Regions from separate parts of the Sus scrofa genome. Here all the other regions are linked to region 3. Evidence: chromatin contacts called from public HiChIP or PLAC-seq data. All regions are on one chromosome and are shown on one strand. Each heading gives the region's core, a stretch centred on a gene start, on an enhancer-like site or on the middle of the called end of the contact. The rest is flanking DNA. Distances are from core to core; before and after follow the strand shown. Region 1 has its middle 380 kb from the start of MPDZ. Region 2 overlaps LOC106509171 (a long non-coding RNA gene). Region 3 overlaps LOC106509171 (a long non-coding RNA gene).

Region 1 (4,060 bases), core at 738-3,237, 130 kb after region 3:
GCCAGGCTAAGAAGTTAATTCTTTATGTGAGAGACAAAGGGTAGGACACTGAAATGTTTCAGGTTTCAGGAGTGTTCTGATAAAAGCTATTTTTTACAAAGATTAATCTGGCTGTCTTTAGCTGGATAAATTAGGAAAGCAAGCAAGCAAGAAAGTTAGAAAGCTCTTCCTCAAGCCTCTAGACAATGCCTTTGTGATGAAACATAGCCGCATCCTGACTTTACCTATAGAAAAGTTTAAAGGATTGACTAAAGGTAATTGTCTCTAAGGCAACAATGAGGGCATGCCCATAACCACCAGTTAGTTCCTTCTCTGGGGCCATGGTTTAAATTTAGATTGTGGGTTGAGACAGCAACGCAAAGCAGCTAATGAAAGCAGGGTGGAAGTTTTAGATCTTTCTCAAAGCAACATGGAAAAGAAGGGAGAGATGGAAAACAAAATATTTTAGAAGGGAGTGGAAAAGATGACTGACTCATGGCACTTAATGCATATAGAGAAGGAATGTTTATGCTGCAAATCAAGAGCAGGGCTGTGCCCCTGGCCTCCCCACTGGAAAGGAAGGATGTTCTATAGACCTGCATAAAGGGGGCATTACACCCTCATATGGCTCAGGCGGCTATTTACCAGGCAAACACTCAGGGATTCCAACTGTCTTTTCTTTAAAGAGGAAGCCTGTCTCCTGCTGTTTCTGGATCCAGTGCCTGCTGACAGCAGTTTGGAGGCACATACCACCCCATGTGCTGCTCCTCCATTCCTTTCTGTGTTTGCAAAGCTAGTATGCCTCACTGAGCATATTCACTGTTCTCCGCCTTGCACAAAACCTCAGATTCCTTTCTGAAATTCCTTTGTGTCTCTGTGTGTACTTGAACCTCCAGGTCAGTGATCATGAACCTCCCGCTCAGCACCTGAAGAAAGTTAAAACAAATGCAAGGACTTTAGAACCTTGTTCTGCCCTGAGCTGGTTGACTAGTAATGTATATATTATTTGGTTGGTTTGGTTTTTAAAGAAAGAAAAAGAACAACAACAAACATTCTATCTTTGGAAACGAGCGTGGCAAGAGGCTCCACCTGCTGGCCTAGGAGGCTTCTGAAAAGTTGAGACCCATCGTCTCAGGCTGGAAATGACATCCATTCCTAGTCTTTCCAGGGCCCCAGCTCTCTCACTGGTAACTTTGAAAGACAGTGATGGCCATAGTGTGGCTTGGTTTCTCTAGGTTTCCATCCATTAAAAGTCTGTAGGTCAGGAGTTCCCGTTGTGGTGCAGTGGTTAATGAATCCGACTAGGAACCATGAGGTTGCGGGTGCGGTCCCTGCCCTTGCTCAGTGGGTTAACGATCCGGCGTTGCCCTGAGCTGTGGTGTAGGTCGCAGATGCGGCTCGGATCCCGCGTTGCTGTGGCTCTGGCGTAGGCCGGTGGCTACAGCTCCGATTCAACCCCTAGCCTGGGAACCTCCATATGCCGTGGGAGCGGCCCAAAGAAATAGCAAAAAGACAAAAAAAAAAAAAAAAAAAAAAAAGTCTGTAGGTCAAACACTTCTGGTGATGAAAGAGCACTTGACTGAGAGTGAAAAAGTTTGAACTCTAATTCCAACTGTGTCACTATTATTACAGTGACCTTGGACAAATGCTTCCTTTTCTTCAGTGTTTCAGTGTCCAACTGTAAAATGGGAATTAAAGTTCCTTTCCTGCCCGTCTTACAGGTTGACGTTGAGAACTGATTAGAGATTATTCAGAACATAATGACTTTTTAACGCTAAAGCCTTGTACAAACAAATTGAAAAGATTTTAACCTATGGAAAGCTTTGCTGGAAAGAAGAGGTTTTAGAAAATCTCTTGTTGGATGGAAGATTTTCTGTTGTGGTAACATCTTCAGTGGATCTTTGTTGACAGGAGGAGATTCTTCAAATGACAGCCTCAGTGTGATAGTGTTCCCACATCATCCTCTGATTAATGGGCTGCTCTGTCTATGTGAGTGTCAGGGCTGGTGGGGATGAAGGAGCTGGGAACTTTGCTGATAAAGGTACCTCTAGGGCAGTTCTCCCTCTGAACTTTACATCCTGTGTAAAGCAAATGATGAAAAAGATCCCTTTCTCTTAGATGTAAGCATTGTCTCTTTTCCATCCTACTAACCACACAGATATGAGGACTGGAAAGAAAACCAGAGATTTCATAAGGCAACACTTGCATCTGAAAGATGAATAAGGGGTAGCTCAGAGTCTGAGGGACTCAGAGTTACAGAGCTACCCGGTTGGGCTAAAACAGTTCTCAAGCTCACAGATGGCTAGGTCTAAACTTAGCTGTACTTAGGAAACTCTGGATAGCTCTGAGATAGTTACTCACCTTCCCATGACTTTGTTTACTCACTTAAAAATAGAAATGGAAAATGATCCTACCTTAAAGGCTTCTAGGGTAGTACTGGCAAGAAGAAAACATGCTTTGCCAATTTACCTCCCTTTATAATATAATTATTATCATTTAATTAGAAGTTTGAAAGCCTGAATTTAAGTGTTAGAATAGTTACATGAATATAATTAGCTTATTTATGTGTGTGTGTATATATATGTATATAATGATCTTTTCATAGGTATATGTATATAAAATATATTCATATGTATATATATACTATAATTTTGTAACATATATTACATATATTCAATATTTATAAAATATAATAGTTATATATAATATTTTGATGTTTCAGTAATACAGTGATTATATGATAAATATATTCAATAGATAATTTATATATATACACATACATACATACTATATAAATTAGACTAGTTATAATTTGCTACAGGTACCAAAGACTATTATTAATATTTGTTAACACATTCAAAATAGACTAAGTATAAATTACTAATGTATTTAATTACTACATTTTATTGTTTAGAGCTCTTCTAGGTTCACAGCAAAATTGAGTAGGAAGTACAGAAAACTCCTATATCCCCACTGTCCCCACACACTCACAATGGAAATTCCGCAACATGGTGGTACATTTGTTATGACTGACAAAGTTGCATTGACATGTCATTATTACACAGAGTCCAGTTTTCACTAGGGTTCACGCTTGGTGTTGTACATTCTGTGGATTTGAACAAATTTATGACTTGTATCCATCATTGTAGTGTCATCCAAAATAGTCTCACTGCCTTGAAAATCCTCTGAGATCGGCCTATTCATGCATCCCTTTGCCCTAACTCGTCAGTCGCTCATCTTTTTACTCTCTCCATAGTTTTGCCTTTTCCAGACTAACATACACTTAGAATTATATAGTATGTATCCTTTTGAAATTGGTGTCTTTAACTTAGTAATATGTATTTTAAGATTCTTCTATGTTTTTTCATGGCTTGGTAGCTCATTTCTATTTAGGGCTGAATAACTTTCCGCTATCTGGATGTACTAGAATTATCCACTAACACACCAAATGACATCCTGGTTGCTTAAAAGTTTTGTCAATTATGAATAAAGCTCTGATAAACACTGTGTGCAGGATTTTGTGTGGACAAATGTTTGGGTCCATTTGGGTCAATAATCAGAAGTGTGATTACCGGATTATGTACTAAAAATACGTTTAGTTTGGTAAGAAACAGCTAAGTGACTGTACCACTCTGCATTTTCACTGGCAACAAACGAGCATTCCTGTTATTCTATATTCTTATCAGCATTTGGTGTTGTCAGTGTTCTGGAATTTGGCCATTCTAATAAGTGTTTAATAATATTTCATTATTTGCAATTCCCAAGTTACATAGAAGGTTGAGCATCTTTTCATATCCTTCTTGCCATCTGTATATGTTCTTTGGAGAAGTGTTTGTTCACGTCTTTTGCCCATTTTTAGAAGATTATTCTTAGAATGGTTTTATGTTCACAGAAAATTGAAAGTTACAGAGATTTTCCATATACTCTATGATCATACACAGGCTTAGTTTTTCCCATTATCAAGGGCCTCTACCGGTGGTACACTTGTTACAATTGATAAGACTACATTGACACATCATAATCATCCAAAGTGTATAGTTCACAATGTGGTTCTCTCTTGGTATTGTATATGCTATGAGCT
Region 2 (4,211 bases), core at 1,327-3,826, 130 kb before region 3:
ACACTGCCCAATCATTGCCAGTAGAGTTCTGATTTCTCCACTATAGTACTTGGAAAGCTTAACAGAGATATAGGGTTAACAGCGTTACAGCGTCCGGAGTACATAAAGAAGTACCGTTTTTCTTGGGACACTATGAAACGTTACAAGTTGCAGACTAAATGCTAAACAGTTATTTCTCTCATTTGCAAAATATCAAGGGGAGTTTTTGGGAAGAAAAAAGACTTTTTTTTTTTTAAACTGTGAATATGGACAATGTTCTACGCTATTTCCAAGTGGTACCGTACTTTTTCAAATCGCTTCTGTGCTTCCATGTGTCTGGCTTGGTCTATGTTTTGTGTTGCTTTCTGGGCCTTCCAATCAACATTAATCTTGCTGCTCTTTCTGAGAGAAGTTGTTAGAGGGGAAAATGAACCACGCACACAGGTAGAGCTGGAAGAAAAGGGGCAAAAGTGCCCATATTGTCCTTCTTGAGTGGTTTGGACAGCTGGAACACAAAAGCCCAGTACTATTAAACATGTAATTTTAGGTGAAGTTTGGTTCCATGTGAAGCATTAATTTTAATAGAGACTTTATATATAAGCTCTCGTTTGAATAATAATGTAAAATTAAATTTAAATTGTAAATAACGTCCAGATACTAGTTGTTTCCTGGCTCAAATTCTTCAGCACATATGGTGCTAGCATAAGCTTGTGCCTGTCTGCCTACTCTGGGTAATTTTGCATGCAAATAGTTTTAGTGCCTATGTTGAGGTGCTAAAACGTGTTTAGTACACTTGAAAATATTTGCATTGCAAAAGGAGAGGAAATCTCCTGAGGAAAATCAAATTGATATTTTGTATTAAGAGACCACTCTGGGCACTGCGTGGCATTCTTCTAGGGAGAATTCTGTTTACAGTGCAACTAGCATTTTTTAATTGACCTTTAGAAAAGCAGCTCTGGCTACAGCTTGCCAGGTTTATAAACCGTTGGACCATCTTCTGGCAACATTCACCACATTAATCAGGAAGAGAGAGAGAGAGAAAGCTGTGGAAAGAATCGACTTGCCTTGGCTGGACCGTAGCTTTTGCCTCAATTTGGTGGATTGGTAGGATAAATATGTTAATTATAATGAAAAGTTTCAGTTGGAGTGTGCCTAACTAATTAGCTAACTAACTAACCAACTAACTCAGGAAAGGCTTTAGCACAGTGAGGCAGCCGTGAATGCTGGGTGTGAGGCCGCACACACGCTCCCATTTGCCTCGCTCCCATCTGCTGCATTTACAGGAACCAGTTCGTTAAGAGTCTGAATTGAATCCAAATAAAATGCATTTCTGATGCAAGCCCGATGACTGGTGCCATTCTACGCTGCATTATGTCAAATTAGAGTTCGGTTGGAAATGAGGTTCCAGAGATCTTACGTAAATGTCGAATGCATAGAACATTGAGTGAATAAGGGTTCTGCACAAGTGCAACATCCCGCGTCTATAAACCGGTTCCTCCTTCTCCTGATTTGACCCTTATTCACCAAGACCAATTACAAAATTAGGACCCCCTAATAAAATAACAGAATTCAAGTGTGAGGGAAAAGTTTGTGAAACTTTTGTTGTAACTCTCTTCTCATTGTTTACAGTCAGCTTAATTTTGACATTGACCAATTCAGATGTAGTATGTCCTGACAAAATGAAAGTAAGTTCAGTGTCCATGAGAGAAACAGATGATGAGAGATCTACAAGAAGAATTCAAAATTGCAGACTTTTGTCTGTACTTCCCTCTTCTGCAGAGAAATGGTACGGGAAGAAATCTTAACACTCGTTGTGGAGTTGTTCATTGCTTCCGGCCCAAGCTCTGTGCAAAGGATAGACTACTATAGATGCATATGTTGGCTGAAACTTTGGGGTTTGATTCACATTATCTCCCCATATTTTACCCTTCCATCCCTAATATTCCATTTTATCATCCCTGCCACTTCCCATTGTGTGCAAGGTGCAGTATTTTGTGTCAATGAATAGCCGCAGATAGGTAGCGAGCCAGAGCCAAAAGGAACTCCTTATGAATCCACACCAGCAAGGAGGGGTTGGCCAACTGATGGCAATTTACTTCCTTTAAAATAATCTTTTAAAAAAGCCTCTGCTGGCCTTGGGATCCAGGCACATCAATCAATCCATTAAGTAAGTAAATAAGGCAATAACTAAACAATAAATCATTTTGAATTTCACACATGCACAGACCTTTTGATACATAAATTACAAGAAAGCTTTGGATTCAGGGGCTGTTCAGCCTATCACCCAATAATTTTGCATACAAGATAAAGAGCTATTCTACACTGTGGGGTACTGCTCATTCTGGTCCCCAAATCATGGGGCTTCTATGCATCCCTTCGGTGGTGGTGGTGTGTTTTATGATGCATGACATGGGAGTTGTGTGTGTGTGTATGTGTGTGTGTATGTGGTGAGGGGCATGCTGTTAGGGGGAAGCCTACCACACATTTCTGCCATCACAGACTGTGGGCAAACAGCTGTCTCCACAGCTGAGGCCACTGAAACCGCCTGCACTGCTCCAGTAACTCGAGAGCACAAGGCTGGTCCCTGGATGGCACAGAGCACGGTGCCTGCAGCAAAGCGCTGGAGTTTTCCCGGGGCTGAGCAGGCGGAGACTTTGCCACCAGACACAATAAGCATCTGAAATGGGGGCTCATGAATAATTCATCCTTAGTGTCCCATGAAACAAAGAAATGATGTTTGCTGGTAGATAACTGTGTTGTGGCATTTGTAAATCTTTCTGAATTTGAAGTTGATCATGTTTCGTGTTGGTTGAGAAATAATGTTTTTTTTTTCTTTCCTAAAACAAAAAGTTGGTAGTTCAATGTAATAATCCTATGGTGAATGTCTTCCACGAAATGCTGGATGGGTTATACTAATTTGGCTCATGATTTAGGAATTTTTAAATATCTCCTTCAGGGAAGAGGGATGTGAAAATGGTTTTACTGCAATAAAATACAGCAGGATACCAAGTTCTCAAGGAGACTGTGTTTTTTTCCTTGGTAGGCAACCAGCCCACTTTTGCTAATGCAAGTTTCATTACTGTAGACTAGAAAACAGTGGTGCTTTCCAGCATTGGAGGACAGTGTCAGGAGGAACACTCCTTCACTTTTCACTAAAATATTAGTAAAAATGATACTTTGGTGAATTGAGCCCCAAATTGTTTCAGTGATAGTTAAATACCCACGAATTTAACACTAGTTAAATTGGCAATAAAATGACCCCCAACCAAGTTGAGCCACCATCCTGTTTCTGCACAATAATTCTGGACCTAATGCCAGTAATCTATAAAGCCGCTGGGTAGAGTGTGTGCATTTGCATAACGAATATTTCTAGTGTTGTATAAAGTAGCTAGCTGTTCAAACTTACCATAATTAGTATTTATAATTAGTATCCATGTATTCATTTCATTTATTCTTTAATATCTGTGTACTCATTTCCCAGAGAAAAGAAAAGAAATCAATTTAATAGTTCTTCATTATCTTTGAAACGACAACCTGGCAAAACAAATCATGGTGAAATACTCTGTCATCTCTCCAATAATTATCTCAAATCTGTCTTCTATTATTCACTCATACTTTCGCCATGATTTTTTTTTTTTTCAGTATGTCTTTGTTGTCTCTCTGGCTTTAAGGTTGCCCAGAAATTATTGTACAGCCATAAAGCTCACACAATCTGATATGATTGGCAGGGAAAGTCGGAAAGAAGGCAGGCTGATTTTGCTGAAAGAAACAAGCAAAAACAAAGTATGGATCTGCCAATTATATGCTGGTGTGAAAACACAATTCTTTCCTATTTTCAGGTGGGGTGTTGGCAGTTGGGGTGTTAAACTGGTAGCTCATGGGACCTCCAATCCGAAGGAGAGCCATCAGTGCAGTGTGGAGTGTGTTTTGGGGTTTTGTTGTGGCAATTTGTTTCCTTAAGCTCCAGTAGTGTCCCAGCGAGTAAACTCAATATGTATAGGTAATGACTACTTTTCTTTACCTTGGCTGTGTAGGATTAAGATTGTAAATAGAATTGTGGTGGGGTAGAATTTGCTTCCTACCTCTCTAAAAGTTAAGTAGATTTCCAGTGGAGATAATAACTAAATAAAGGGTAGGAATGTCCTGGGGCCAGTGAGATAATCAGGAGAAATAGAGGTAACAGATTTAAGATGAACAAAACACAAACACACCTAAAAGGCCTGAGGCAGAGA
Region 3 (3,791 bases), core at 728-3,227:
CAGAAAAAGGAAGAGCTATTTATATATATGAAAGCATGGCAGGGATAAGGTAGTTTTTGCATCTTTATATCTCAGAATTCAACTTCAGTGAAAAGAGAAGGAGGAAAAGTTTCACACACAGTTTCCATAAAAATTAAAAGGCGTTGCTGATGGAAATGAAAGTATGGGTCTTCAAAGTGTATGGTCAAAGAAGTAAAAATCTAATACAATACTTGATCAAAATGAGTGAAGATTATTATTATTATTTTTTTGTCTTTTCTAGGGCTGTACCTGTGGCATATGGAGGTTTCCAGGCTAGGGGTCGAATCGGAGCTATACCACAGCCGCAGCAACGTGGGATCCGAGCCGCATCTGTGACCTACAGCACAGCTCATGGCAATGCCGGATCCTTATCCCACTGAGCAAGGCCAGGGATCGAACCCATAACCTCATGGTTCCTAGTCGGATTCGTTAACCACTGAGCCACGACAGGAACTGCATTGTGTGGATTAATTTTGTGTGGATGTGGATGTGACTGTAATTTGGAGAAAATCTGAATGATACAACAGGAAGTGATATTTTCCCCAACAAGCAGGAGGCACGATTGATTCCCACCTCAGTGGCGGCCACAGGCAGACCATCAGTGAAGAAACATTTAGTAGTTTTGTCCTGTGAGAGGACTCATGTTTCTGTTTCTTTTTGCCTTCGAGAAGAATGTAGAAGTTCAGATTTAGCTTTTAAGAATCTGCATTACATCAAAAAGAGAGTTTAATGAGATTATATTCCATACTAATTATAATAAATAATAGAGGGTTAATATGAAATTAAAACTACAAGGGCTAGAAAACATAGGCACACTTCCGTATATAAAATGCTGTGGTTCTATGCCTCTTCAGTTTTGCTAAAAGTCTGCATAGGGTATATGATGAAGATGATGCATAAATAATTACCTTTAGTCTAATTTTCCTCTCTCTCCTCAACAATTTTTTTTTTAGGGCTTCATGTGCAGCATATGCATATGGAAGTTCCCAGGCTAGAGGACGAATTGGAGGAGCTGTCTGCCAGCCATAACCACAGCCACAGCAATGCGGGATCCAAGAGGAGTCTGTGACCTACACCACAGCTCCCAGCAACACTGGATCCTTAACTCAGTGAGCCAGACCAGGGATCAAACGTGCATCCTCATGCATACTAGTCGGGTTCATTTCTGCTGAGCCACGAAGGGAACTCCTAAAACAAAATTTTTTTAAAGCCAAACTTTGTTGTGGCAAATTGAATATATGCTTGAGTTTTTCCATTTCCTTTTTAATTTTTGGTAAGGTTCATGTAAAGTCAGGGGGTAAGGTAGAAAAAAAAACCAAAAAACTTGGAAACATGCTCTTGCCAGACATTAAACTTCTATAAAAAGATTTAACACAGCAAAACCAAAACAAAAGAGGGGGCACATTCACCAAAGGATGTGATACAGCTCTGATACATTTGCAGCAGGATGTGAATGCTTTCAGTTGGAAGATTGCAATAGGTAGAATATTTCTCTTCTTGCTCCCTTTCATAGAATTTCAACAGTGGATTAGTATTTTTGGATGATGTTCAAAAAGTACAAAAGTAAAAGACTGATGATATAAGTCCCATCATCTACAGTTTCATTTCATAAGCCTTTGCCTGAACCAATCATTTTGGAAATGTGCTTGTGCTGACCTATAACTGTTTTTGCTCATCAGCTCAGTTTAGAAGTAAGGCATGAATAGTGTATTTTTATTAGGAGTAGTAAATTTTACATTTCTTTCAGAGGTTAATCTTATTCATGTTTTAGACATTTGATGCTTAAGGGTTTTAAATCACTTTTCAAATCCCATGAAACATACATAATTTCAGCTCTTTTTTATGTTCTGAATAAAGGGCCACATTATTTCCTACTAGTTTGTCTTCAAAGGGCGTGGCATTCCTCTGCTGTACTTGGCAGGCTGATCAACAACCACGAGGAAGAGATCATAGATCTGCCTTTGGCGGTTGACAGTTGTGCTCTTTTGTTTATTGGTTTACTTTTCACCACACTCCTCTCCCCTTCTTCCAAATCTCCTTTAAATTTTTTTTTCTACTTTTCTTACATGTTTTGCAGCATATTCCAGCCTTAAGAAATAGCTAGGCGATTGTTTTTAAAAACTACTCTCTCCTCTTCAACTTGTTTTTAAAAGGGTTTTTGACCCCTTAAAAAAAAAAAAAAAAAAGTTGACCTACTTCAAATTGTAAAGAGCAGAGTCTGGTTTGGATTGTTGAACACATCCTTTTAGGATAAATGGAGACATGATGATGGGATTATACATGAGCCAGACTTGTGGCTTCTGATATTTTCCTTATTTTTCCACTCTAGCCACAGAATTAACACTGAGTCTTAGAGAGCGTTTCTCTCAGGGTGTGATAGAAGGATTCTGAGTCCTTTGCTCTAGAAGGACACATGAACAGCTAAGTTTCTATTTAGAGTAATTAGAGTAAGTAGCTAATTTAAGGCTTCTTGGCACCTAAGTACAGAGAACAGCCTGAAATGGCTCTGCTGTCCTCAAGCTTGAAGTACTGCCAATGTGAACACATCAGACAAATTTTGATGCTAGGAAGGTAGTCATATTGGGTTCTACTTAGGTCTGGGAAATAAAACGACCCTGCTTAGTAGATTAAGCAAGAATAAATAGTAATGCTTCATTTATCTTGAGTAAATGTAGTGTGTAACTAGGTATTTGAATTTCTTCCATTTTTGCCTAAATTGTATTTTTTCTTAAGTGATATTAAAGTTGGTAATCTGATGGTAATTTTAATTTACACAGGATAATTAATACCCTGATGGATAAAACCCACATCCTTAAGCTTTAAACTCTTCAAGAACCTTGGCATTTGATTTGCCTTTTAGGGACACTAGGGAAGATGTGCTGGAAACTAGTCATCAGGCTATTTATGGTGGTGATCATCTACACAAGGTACAAGGAAGTTGGAGGAGCCACAGAACTTTTCCAAACAAAAGTCTTGGTGGGGAATGTGTGATTTGACTGATTCTGAATGTAAACACCATGTGCAAATGGAGAGTTGTACCATATTGGCAGGTCCTTCCTCTCTTTAGTCGATGTCTCCTTTGTAATTGTTTGCTGATTCTTTTGCATTTACTTCTGCCAACCCTGTGGCTGCCTTGTGTCATTCCCACTGACTGTCCTTTGCTCTGGTATCAGTTTATGTCTGGTCTAGAGCTAGCTCTATGGAGGTCGACTGGATAGAAGGCTAGGAAAAGGAGACGGAGGAAAATAACATCTTCCTTCTCTGGCTACCATTGTATTTGACTCTACTTTATTATTTCCAGTTCACAGGGAAAATTAAGAGTTTTTCACAAAGAATGACAGTACCCTGATTACATATGATTTTCATAGAAGAAACACAGCACTGAAAGGGAAAAAGCCCATAGATATCACACATGGGAAGAAAGCATAGCTCCTGTACCCTGGGGAAGCAGAATCTTCTTGCTCCTGGAAAAAAGAAGGCATATTGAATCCTCCTCATACCAGCTTGGCACAGAATACTGAAGGCATATACATCTCAGAGCAGGAATCCATACTTATGGTGTGAACTAGTTTTGTCCTGTTTAGTGGAGGAGGTATCTCTGTCAGGCACTGTAGCCAGAGATGGTTCTAATGGTAGAATGCCTAAAACCGATTATATCTATTGGGTGAAGATCAAGTTAGTGACACAACAGTTACAAGCCCAGACCAAAAGCTGACAGTAAGATCAGCAGCAATATGGCAAGGCATTATTATTACTTGGTACGCAAGATG

What was found. HiChIP or PLAC-seq counts read pairs in DNA pulled down with a chosen protein or histone mark.
Region 1: a contact with region 3 is called in an H3K27ac HiChIP or PLAC-seq map of skeletal muscle. The contact joins two enhancer-like sites. A contact is called at or near these places in 1 of 47 Hi-C or Micro-C datasets (skeletal muscle) and 1 of 2 datasets of contacts at active chromatin or transcription factors (skeletal muscle).
Region 2: a contact with region 3 is called in an H3K27ac HiChIP or PLAC-seq map of skeletal muscle. The contact joins two enhancer-like sites. A contact is called at or near these places in 4 of 47 Hi-C or Micro-C datasets (brain, psoas muscle, skeletal muscle and 1 more) and 1 of 2 datasets of contacts at active chromatin or transcription factors (skeletal muscle).

What each region holds. Positions count from the first base shown.
Region 1 is chr1:208,795,103-208,799,162 of Sscrofa11.1, reverse strand. No RefSeq gene overlaps it. Among named protein-coding and RNA genes, the nearest start is that of MPDZ, 380 kb to the left of the region's middle. Within about 2 kb of position 1,987, at least 6 of the 83 cell types and tissues checked have an H3K27ac peak or open chromatin away from gene starts, as enhancers often do. A contact at or near this core is called in skeletal muscle, where this site is marked.
Region 2 is chr1:209,055,431-209,059,641 of Sscrofa11.1, reverse strand. The region is part of intron 2 of LOC106509171 (a long non-coding RNA gene); the gene reads right to left. Among named protein-coding and RNA genes, the nearest start is that of MPDZ, 120 kb to the left of the region's middle. Within about 2 kb of position 2,576, at least 13 of the 83 cell types and tissues checked have an H3K27ac peak or open chromatin away from gene starts, as enhancers often do. A contact at or near this core is called in skeletal muscle, where this site is marked.
Region 3 is chr1:208,926,992-208,930,782 of Sscrofa11.1, reverse strand. All of the region lies in intron 1 of LOC106509171 (a long non-coding RNA gene), which reads right to left. Among named protein-coding and RNA genes, the nearest start is that of MPDZ, 250 kb to the left of the region's middle. Within about 2 kb of position 1,977, at least 3 of the 83 cell types and tissues checked have an H3K27ac peak or open chromatin away from gene starts, as enhancers often do. A contact at or near this core is called in skeletal muscle, where this site is marked.